2 separate regions of the Neogale vison genome follow, and region 1 is linked to region 2. The links are chromatin contacts, called in public Hi-C maps. All regions are on one chromosome and are shown on one strand. The core of a region is the stretch at or near the end of the contact, and the rest is flanking DNA. Distances in the headings are between cores, read along the strand shown. Region 1 has its middle 36 kb from the start of MAX. Region 2 holds the start of FUT8 (alpha-(1,6)-fucosyltransferase).

What was found. A called contact is a pair of places that touch in the nucleus more often than the background predicts.
Region 1: a contact with region 2 is called in a Hi-C map of fibroblasts, with 2.9 times the contacts expected there. The contact joins the enhancer-like site here to the promoter of FUT8 in region 2. A contact is called at or near these places in 2 of 3 Hi-C or Micro-C datasets (fibroblasts and muscle).

Annotation. Positions count from the first base shown.
Region 1 is chr13:35,746,989-35,752,247 of ASM_NN_V1, reverse strand. No RefSeq gene overlaps it. Among named protein-coding and RNA genes, the nearest start is that of MAX, 36 kb to the left of the region's middle. Within about 2 kb of position 2,492, the one cell type or tissue checked has open chromatin away from gene starts, as enhancers often do. A contact at or near this core is called in fibroblasts, where this site is marked.
Region 2 is chr13:35,571,547-35,577,259 of ASM_NN_V1, reverse strand. FUT8 (alpha-(1,6)-fucosyltransferase) reads left to right here and starts at 1,719. Exons shown (of 12, transcript XM_044231322.1): 1 at 1,719-1,784.

The DNA.
Region 1 (5,259 bases), core at 1,243-3,742, 170 kb before region 2:
ATTTGCTTTGGTGACTCATTTGGAGGCTGCTATCTCCATTTTGGTCCCTTCCCAAGAAACCCAAGGAATGGGGCTGCTCCAAGACCATCCTAGCTTCCCATCTGCACCCCCATATGGGCTTGTCTTCCTCAACTGCCAACACCAGGCAGCATGCCCCGTTCCCAAACCTCCTCATTGGAAAGTCCCTGCCCTGACTCCTATGCCCTTGGGTCCCTGCTGATATGGTCATTAGCCATAACAGGTTCCTGTATGCTCTATCTTGGCCATATAGCTGAAACCATAAATGTCAAAAAAAGTTCAAGGATGACAGTTCTGTAGTAAAACCCCTGGCCCTTCTTTTCCAGTGCCCTGGTAGACACTGCTACCTGAGAACTAACATCCTACTGCTAAGCCCAGAAAAGGCCTCAGAACCTTTCTGAAAAAATTCTATTCTCCATAATTTAGAGTCGGCACTGACTGTGAAATCCACTTGCCATCGCCGTGACCCAAAGAATGACTCTCTTGGTCTAAGTTTCAGGTTTGGGACAAAGGTATAGAAGGGAGATCTGGGGGGGGGCAGTTCTTGCAGCACCTCATGCCACAGAGCTAGGGGATCCTGATATATCACAACTGTATAGCTCGAGAACCCCTGATCCTCTCCTATTCGAAAGACAGTGAAGGTCACCTTGTGAACACCAAGAGGGGTGGCCTCAAGTGGCCAGTGCTGGGCCCATCTCCTGATATCACAGTTCACCCCTGAGACATGAAATGTACAGTGGCATCGTCATCCCTTCCGTGCATATTCTGGGGGAAGGGAGCCGAGAGGCTTATGGACCAACTGATGGTCATGAGCAGGTCTGGGGGACTGGGCCCTGTTGTGTCAATGTTTTCCTCCTTCCTGTGAATTAGTAAGACTCCTTGTCCTTACAGATATCATCTGGGAGGGAAGCAGAGAAAATTGGCCATAAGGGGGTAGAAAAAAGAAGAAGAAGAAAGAAGAACTAGGGCAATCAAATTGCCTGCTTTTGTCACAGTGCAGCACGTTTGCAGCGGGTTTGACTATCCACTTCCTTGGTCAAGCTGTGTCCACTGAACACTGTAGCTGGAACCATTAACATGCCACCATTAGCAGCTGGTGAATTTGGTTTTCTGGATCTCGTTGCTTTAGGCTGGACATGCATCTTTCATAAAGGCTAGCCATGGGAAATGAAGCTGTTATCCAGACGCTTACCTGCCACTAATGACAGCAGCAATAAATTAAAAGAGAAGCAATTATCCAGAGTTTACTATGTGGCAGGCACAATGCCAAGGGCTTTATAAATGTTTCCTCACTTTGTCCTTACAAAAACCCTAAGAGCTAGGAACTACTGTCATCATTTTTATAGATTGAGGAAATGGAGGTTTGTAGAAGTTAAGACATTTATCCAAGGTGACCCCTAGGGGGAGACACAGAGCACAGATGTGAATCTACACAGAACAGACTTCTGATCCCTCAGCCACTAGGCTGCATGAAAAATGACTTTCCTGTAAAGCTGTCTTCCTGGGCAGCTGTCTGGTGGTTGATGCTGGGAAATATTCCACTCTATTGAAAGCAGGCATTGCCAATGAGATTCCTTTCCCTTCCCCCTCCATCCCTCTCTTGCCTTCCCTATCACTGCCTATCCCAGCTTCAACCCCCTTGTCCATCCCTTTGCTCCAAACCTGCACTGGCCCACATAAACAGGAATCCTCACTCTGCTCAGCTGCCTGGGTCTTCTGGGCCTCCCCGACAGCTTTATGTCCTCCAGGTGCTCCTGGGGGACCTTGAAGAGCGAGGATCCTGCTTCTTCCTGCTCTGGCAGCAGCCTGCCAGGTCCACCATGTTTCCCAGGGGCCCATGGGGCTTGAGGCTTTCACCTTGGGGGCTGTGGTGGCCCCGGGGACAAGGGGGCAGGGGGTGGCTGGGGTCCCCTCCCAGCCATGTGTGAGCAGGCCTGGCCGGAGCAGTGGTCACGCTCTGATTCCCGAGTCTAGGAAGTGCTTGTGGTAGACACAGCAGGTGACTTCCTCCTTGGGGGTGGGTCAGTGGATGAGCCACAGAGGAATACCAGGGTTCAGTTTCACTTTCCTTGTCTCCACACTGTCTCTTACGGTTCTAAGCCCAAAGTGTTGGCAAGTGGCCTCCTAGACCAGCCCCTACAAGTCATCTGAGCTTCTGGGCTTTTGGTGCCTTTCACCTTCCCAGTCAGAGCCTGCTTCCCTGGGTCTGCAGCCTTCCCATTCTGCAGACCTGCAGGGCCCTCCATCACCTGGGCAGGGGACTGCTTCCAGTGGGGAAACAAGCAGAGGTTTATCCCTCATCACTATTCCCCTGGTCCAAAGGGCTCCCCATTTGTCTGATGAGGATCTTTGAAAATTGTTTTGTCATAACTGTGGTGCTGGCCTCAGAACGAGAGAACATTAGTGCTTCCCACAATGATCCTACTGACCCCACAGATCTCAGCAGCTCCCAGGACTGGGGGAGGGGCCGGAAGTCTGGTTTCCTGAGGCAAGGACTCTAAGATGTTGGCAGGGTGACACTGTCTGAGTCACATCTCAAGAGAATTTGGGAGGAGGAGTGCTTTCTTAAACTTTTCTTTGTGGGAAATGAGACTTTGCCTTCAGTAGCTAGTGGGGGACAGGAAATGGTGGGGAGGGTGTACTTGTCCAGGGGTAGCCTCACTGATGGGTACCATCAGGGCCTTACAAAGAAGAGCACTGGAGAAAAGGGATGAGCTGGATGTCCTGGGTTCTGGTGGTGACATGAAAAATGTAATCAAATCATCCTGATGGTCTCCACACATAGATGCTCTTCTGACTCTACACTGACTTCTGTCCCTGGCAGGGGGAGGCTGTGTGCATGGTCGTGGTGGGGACCTGGAGGGGTCTTGTTCCATTCCCTCTGTCTCCTGCAAACATTCTTTACAAATGTCCTCTGGACACACAGCCCCTGCCTCAAGCTCCAGATAAAGGTACTTTTTTCCTTTTTTTTTTTTAATTAAAGATTTTATTTATTTATTGGTCAGAGAGAGAGAGAAAGAGAGAGCACAAACAGGAGGGGTGGAAGAAAGAGAAGCAGGCTCCTGGCTGAGCAGGGAGCCCAATGCAGGGCTCTATTCCAAGACCCAGGGATCATGACCTGAGCCAGGGGCAGAGGTTTAACTGACTGAGCCACCCAGGCATCCCCAGGTAGAGGCACTTGCCTGAGGCCAAAGTTCGTGGGAAGTGGTGGAGTGGGGATTCAAGCTGAGGTCAGCTAAAGCCCAGGTGTTTACTGTGTACACTAGTGACCTTCTGCACACAGGAGGGACTCTGAAGGAAAACAGCTGGACTTGTCCTCTGGGTGAATACTCTCTTAGGAGACAGGAGTCACTGAGACCTTTTTCTGGCAGCAGCAAGAGGACCAATGGAGTGGGTGTCCTTTGGTCCTTGAGCTTATGTGGGTCTGGAGAGAAGCGTTAGTGAGAAGCTACTGCATTTGTGGTCCATTGTGGGCATTCAAGGGAAAAGTACTTGCCCTGGTTTTCACCGTTTTCTAGTCTGAAACGGCTGGAGTGGAAATATTCAGCCACAAGTCACTCAGAAGTGACTTTTCAAACTTGCCTTGCGACACATTCTCCTAATAATGCACTTTAAGTCCCGTGAGCATCTGCCACCCCCTCTCAAGGATTCAGAGACCCAAGTTACCTCCTACTCCCAGCTGATGGGAATATTGGAGAAGTCAAAGGGAGGTGGACTCAGGCAGGAGGGGCCAACCGCTGTCATTACAGATGAGAGGGGACCCAGACAGTTGCTGACAGCCAAGAAACACCTGTTTTAGGGCAGAAGCAAGGGCTAATCTTGGTAACATTGATGGAAAGATGACATTTTGTCAGGTACTGAGAGAACCTGGTGGAGCAAATTTGCATTCATGTTCTACATGGGTTTCTCTGGTGATTCATGGGCCAGTCACTGAAAAATGTGTGAGGTTTGCAGAAGTATTTCCTACAGCAAATTCAGTTCCACATTGAAAAGGGCCTGAGTACAAGCATTTTTTCCCCAAATTTCATTTATTTATTTGAGAGAGAAAGAGAGAGAGAGAGAGAGAGAGAGAGGAAGAGAGCACAAGAATGGGGAGGAGGGGCAGAGGGAGAGAGAGAAGCAGGCTCCCCACTGAGCAGGACCCTGGGATCATGACCTGGGCTGAAGGCAGACACTTAAGCGACTGAGCCACCCAGGTGCCCCCGTGAGTAGGAACATTTTAATGAACCGTTGCAGCACTAGATGCTACTAAGCAAAAAGCTTTTCTCTTTTAATTTTTAAAAATTTATTTTTTAAATGAGGATAGGCAGACAGGTTATCCATAAGGGCATAAATCTTTCCAAAATGGTTTGCAGAGTACAAAGTTTGAAGGTCTCTATCAGGAAGAACAGGTTCTATGTCTAACGTCTCCTTACTTGGGGACACAGCAAGCCCCTCAGCCTTGGGTCTAGTGAGAGACTAAGTCTGCCCTCTTCCCAGCAGCGAAGATGGAGGGGAATGCTGGGCTGGTGGGCTGGTGGGCGGGGTGGAGGGGTAGTGGGGAGGGGCAAGGGCACCACCCTTGGGCCATAAATATCTTCATCATCCCTTTTAACAAAGGCATATTTCCATACAGATGGGAAAAAAAGACCTGGGGAAAATACCAAATGTGCATAACAGTTAACTCCGAGTGATTCTTATTTATTTTTTATTCAAATGTATTTTTCAAAATGTCCACAAAGAATTCACATTCCTTTTACAAGAGAAAAAACACATTGTAAATACCTCTCTCAGGCAGAAAAATAACCATTTATGTAACGTTCTGATTTATAAAGTCTTTTTCAGACACATTCTGATTTCATTCTCTCAATAGCGCTGATGACAATTTCCATTTAAGCTTCAGAACACAAGCCTCAGGAGGTTGAGGAACTTTCTCAAGGACAAACGACTCCAAGCCCAAGCTGCCGAGCCAGAGTGGGAGCTGGTCTTTTCCGTTCGGTTGCCTCATGTGGTAGGTAGGATATGAGGTTCTCGGGATGAGGACTGAGGCTGCAAAAGGAAATCAAGGGCAGGTTCAGGGAGAAAGCAAGGGAACGGCTAATCTCAAGGGAGGTGAGGGTTTGGGGGCTGGTGCTTCGATAGCTGGGACATGAGACTTTGGGGTTTATTTAGTGGACTCTGGGTGATTTCTGAGCTGAGTAGAGAGCATGCCTTCGGGAGGCTGGTCCTCTGGGGCTCCTGACAGCTGGGCTTGGCTCTGCC
Region 2 (5,713 bases), core at 470-2,969:
AAAACACACTAAATTTTGAGCAAATATTCCTAGGACAGATTTTTTTTTTTTAAAGCAGAAGGCAGTAGAGAAGATGTATTTTATTTAATTTTTAAAAAAGATTTTAAACTCACAACCCTGAGATCAAGAATCACATGCTCTACCAACTGAGCCAGCCAGGCACTCCTGAGAAGATATGTATTTTAATTCTTACATTTGGAAAGGAAAAATGAAGGCCAGATGGAAAATCGGATGTTTTGAGGCATATGTAAAGTAAAGCTTTGAACTTGGAGATCTTAAAGTATTATATAAGGTAAGCTTTAAAGTTAAACATCCTTGCTAAATTTTTTTTTAAATGTGCCATGCTCTTTAATTTTATTCAAAATCTTATTTAGCTAATAACTACTATTGAGATTCACAGTCACGTTCTGGAGAATAGGGTAACACCGTAATCACAAAAATCTATAACATAACTCCAAAAACTCAATGACAGAGGTTATATACAGAGATCTAACAAGTTGAAGTCTAGAATTTATACAAAATTGGTACAATGTATTGAATAAAGCAAAATGATCTCAAAGAGAGTATCTATCTTGAATCCCTCTGATTTATTTATCCATGTAACAACTTCAGTGAAAAAATTCAGAAGTCTGTTTTTTTTTCCCAACAAGAAGACACCTAGCCAATCTGTTCTTAAATCAAGGTCAAAGTTGGCTGACAATGTTGCTTAAATATTTTAAAAATGCTGTTTAAACTAAAAAGTAAATATCTATCTTACCTCTGACTTCTGAAAATGATCTAGAGTATGACTGATAAGACATTAGCCTTTACTTCATCTTACGATGGCATAAGCCTAAAATTTCCGTTCATTTCCGACAACCAAAGCTTGTGGCCCTTATAGTAGAATTCTGTTGTTTGCAAGCTCCGGACAGGAACCTCTTTAGTAGAGGATGGCACCATGCATTCAATAAATCATTGTTGAATGACGATCTACAAGCTCTCTGAGCTAGAACGTAATTCTGGCTCTGCCAGTATCTTTTTCGTGTAACTTTAGACAGGTCACTCTACTTTTCCCTCAACTTTCTCTTCTTAAGAGAGATAACAGTCATAAAGATGACTGGAAACTACTTTGCTGAGAGCTTTTTCCTTAAAGGACTGACAGTAAATACCAGAGTCACAAGGTCCAGCAAACCTAAGAAGAAGCTGAGCTTCTTAAGGACAGGGAACTTTCTGTCTTCTTTGAATCAGCTGTTATCTTATTTGTTTTTCTATAATACAGTTCCTGGCCTATAAAAAGGCCTCAATAAATACTGTAAATTTATGAACGTTATTAGGCAGATTGCAGTGTTGGCAGGCCAGTGCCTTGTAAATCTCTTTTCCGTGATCCTTTCCATACTCAGCATCTAAAACGCCGCCGCTATTTGTTTTGGGATAAGTACCTAAGGCATTTACTTAAAAATACCCAAGTTCAGAGAAAATTTTTTTCTGTGCTTGGGGCACCACGTCGCTTTCCCTGTCCGCCCAGCGCTCCAGGCTCGGGATCTGGGTCCCGAGGCTACAGGGAAGAGTTGGGTACGGGAAGCTCACCCTCCGGCCGTCCGATTGGTCGGCTCGCACTCCACTCACACGGCTCGTGTCTCTGATTGGACCCCGTGGCACCCCCTCCCTCGGCCCGCGACTACTTTGTGTGCCGGGGCGGCGCGCTGGGGTCCTCCGGCTCCCCTCGCGGTCTGGGCTGGTCAGAGCTAGGTCTTCGGCCCACTGCTTTGCATCGCGGGCGCCAGGAATTTCCCGAGTGCGAGCGGGTAGGAAGCATCCTAGGGAACCCCTGGCCCGCACCCCCAAGTGCGGTACTTTTTCCCGTACCGAATAAACTTCCGCCTCAAAGGGGCTGTTGCAGCCCCGGGTCGGGGCAGAGGCTAGGCATCAAACGCAGGCCCTTGTGGGAGGTCTTTCCGTCGGGGCAAATATGGAAACAGCTCTCCCAAGATAAAACAGGGCTTCGCTAGTTGCATGGGGGTGCGATGCCATTCTCTGGTCACGCCGCAAGCTGCAGTCGAACGGTCAGACTGGGCTGCAGGGGCTGCGCTGCCGCGATCCCCTCTAAAAAGTAGCAGGAAGCCTGCTTCAACCTCCAGTACCAGTGCTCCTTAGGGGCGCGGAATGAACTGGCTCGGGCCAATCCGTTCCCCGGCTATCGAGAATACGACATTCCCTGGAGATGGCGCTCCCGGGAGTGGGGGAGTTCGGCTCGAGTCGCGCCGCCGTCAGCCTCCGGCCTGCAGGCGGTAGAGGGCGGCCTACGCTCGCGTAGGAAGCAGGCGCCCAAGCGCAGCTGCTGCCCTGCTGGAAGTCTCTCGGTCCCTCTGTGACCCGCGGCTCTGCCTGGCAGCGGATGCTGCAGCTACGCTATCCACCCGCGCAGCGAGAAGGGGGCGGGAAGAAGCCGTGGCACATGCCAGGGTCGCCGTAGGTGGCAGCGGCCGGCGCATGCGCGCCCTCTCCCAGAAGCCTGTAACGCTGAGGGGCGCGCGCCCCCACCCGCGCGCGCACGCTTGCGCTAGCCAAGGCTTCCCCGCCTGCGCTCGTTGTCAGTGCCGCTCCGGCGCGTGCGCGCGTTATCTCCGGCCGACCGGAGTAGCCGGGTTCCCTCTGCTCCAGGCCCCCGCCCCACACCGCCCCCTCCCAGCCCCCAGCCAGCCGGTCCCCTTCCTCTCCTCGCGGAATGGGGCCGGTGCTGCTCGGGGTCGCGCGCCCGGGACCCGGCTCGCGCTCCGTCTCGCGCTGTCAGCGACTGCCCCGCTCGCGCCGCCTCGCGCTCTCGCTCAGTCAGTGGCGCCGAAGGCTCCGTTAAGCAGCGGCGGCGGCGGTTCCTGTTTCCGTTTCTTCCTCTCCTTTCAGTCGGGAGTAGCATCCTCCACCCAGCCACCCCTCCCACTCCCCAACGGGGCAGCTGAGGCTGAGGGCTGTGGCGGCGGCGGCGGCGGCGGCAACTGGGGACGGCGGAGACCGCCTCTGCTCCCGCCTCGGGTAAGGGGGCGTTTGGGAGCCGGGCCCCGCGCGCCTCGGGGTCTGGGGCTGGGCTAGTGCGGGATTCGAGGAGGCGCCGGGGATGTGATCCGGGGCTGTCGCCGCTCTTTCCCCACCAGGCGTGCCCCGGGCCTGTTGCTGCAACTGCTGCTGCTTACCCGGGGCTCCGGGAAAAGTGGGGAGCAAGCCCCCGGGACGCTCTGGCGCGGCCCGGGGGCGCGGGCTGGGGGTGAGGGGCGCCTGCAGCCGCGGCTGTCCTCGGCGTCGCGCATCCTTGCTTCGGGCAGGGGCCGAAGCCAAGGAGAGAAGGGATGGGGGCGGGGGTGGGAGGTGTCCCTCTTTTCTCCTCTCCACCTACCTGCCCTTTCGCCAGCAACTCGGTCCCTGTAGTCACCGACTGTGGGGAGGAGGATGCTTGTACGTTACCGGCTTTTGTGAGGGGTTCTTGGGCCAGAAATCGGGGGGTGGACCTGTACAAAGATCCGCTCCCGGCGAGGGGCCAGTGCCTGGGCAGTTAAAGGCGTGAGTGCCGCTGCACGCCCCCCGCCCCCCAACTGATGTGGAAATGATGAGCTGGCGGCTTTTGAGTATCTAAACTTATTTGGGAAGGTGAAACGAGTCCTAATTTATTAGTTTAAAGGAGATTTGTCCTGCAAGAGTGAGTGGGTTGTCGGGTGCAGCACCTGTTCTTTTGCTGTGGGTATTGCAATCTTCAGCAACACAGAACGTCAGAGATGCAGTGTATATCTTAAGTTAAATGGCAGTGTCTTGGTTAGGGTTTATCCCTGGTGAGCTTTCAGCGTTTTGCCGTATATTATTAGCCTTTTGATTGGAGGCCTTGGAGAAAGGCAGAGAGAGGTGGTGTTTCTTCTTCCCATGTTTGAATTAATTTACAGTGGACTTAAGCCAACTCTAGAAGGTGAACCTAGGAAAAGGCAGAATCCCCAGTAGATAACCCCCAACTTCAAGGTAACGCAGAACAGATTTCAACAAAAGTTTTTCTATCAGTTTAGAATTAAGCTCATCATGGGTAACTGACTGCACTTTGACTTGGCTCTCTTTTGAAACTGTAGGCAAGGTTTCATTATAGTGTTTTTTTTTTTTTTTCCTTCTTGTTACTCCTGGAGGTAAGTGTATATTTATTTACTTTATTAAATTTAAATTTCATGTTTTTATACATAGTTCTTTTAAAAGGTGCATCATATCTATGAAAACATTTTGGAAAGAAATTAAGCACAACAGCACTATACTGAAATAATGGAGCAAGTTGTGTTTTCCCTTCTTTCAAATAACCTTAAAAATAACCTAAAATTCAATGCCAAATGATAAGATCTTGTACATTGCCAGCTTTGTGAAATATACCATAAAATGTGTATACAAAGTGGCAATTACTTGATTTATAAATACTATAGTAGTAACAATTAAGGTGGGCATTCAAACATTTGTATTTGTGAATTTACAGTTTAATGTATAGAAATGTAGGGAGTTAGAAATGAATAGGCTATTAGGACCATTGAAGAGTGATTTAGGGCATGGATTTTCCTTTTGCTGCTTTTATAAATTGAGAATTGTTACTTGAATTGAAGAGCTGAACAGCTGGAATGAAACTTGTATAGATTGCAGAAACATGCAAAAGTGTATCTTTGAGCAAGTAGTGAGTTAATATGAGTGGTATGCTGTGGTTTATTAGGGTAGTGATTCAAAATAATTTCCATAAAATATCATACCATGTAGATTGTTTAAGGTGTTCTTAAATTTAAAGAGTCACTTGAAGTTGTTTTCCTACAAGTCATCCTATTTGAGATGTATGGAATTGGAAAAAACAGTAATTCTGATTACATTATGCAATGTTTGATTTCAATTTTAATTAGTTATTTTAAAGTACTGGAATGTCCTAAAAGTGGTGAATTTTGAAATTCTCTCGTGGTTTGGAAAAACTTGTGTTGTTGTTTATTTTTTTAAGTGCAGTTATATTAGTAGGTTGGTCTGGAGGGGGAGCTAGTGCCAAAGCAAAGAATAGCTTAGGATGTATTTGAACTTTTAAAACGCCCAAACCCAGATTTTTATGTCCGAAAGGAACATAAATTTTTAATTAAAAGAGTAAGGGAATTGATATGGGCATATATCTGTACTTGGTCATTTGTGGAATATATATATATATATTATATATATATGTTTTATATTACAAATTACTTAAAAAAATCTTTTCATGATTTAAAATAATGGAAAGTATATGCTTAAGGCTTACTGAATTTCTCATTTAAAATCTCAGAAAAATATGCCCCGTAATGTAGTATGTGTGATAGTTGTTTCTTAACTTGTGCATTTCATCACAAGGGAAGTAGTCTTAATCCTTTGTGCATGTTGTTATGTTCTTAAATGTTTTCTTTATAGTATCTGCAGTCCTAAAATTTCAAAAATCAAATAGAGTCTTACATGGGCAGAGATATTGACTGGGTAGTAAGCTAAGTATTTATCAAGAGTAGAGATACTTTCATTAAGAAATGGACCTTTCAGACATCTGGAAAGCAAAATCCCAAGGTCACTTCTTAACCTCTGTCTTTTGTAATATGATGCAGTGAATCTAGACTGTTTACTAAATTGAACTTGGGCCTTTGAATATAAAGCAATTATTTTTTCGTTTATGGCACTTCAGTTAGATTTCTCAGCTGTAATCAGGTATGCAAATTTATTTCTCACAGTT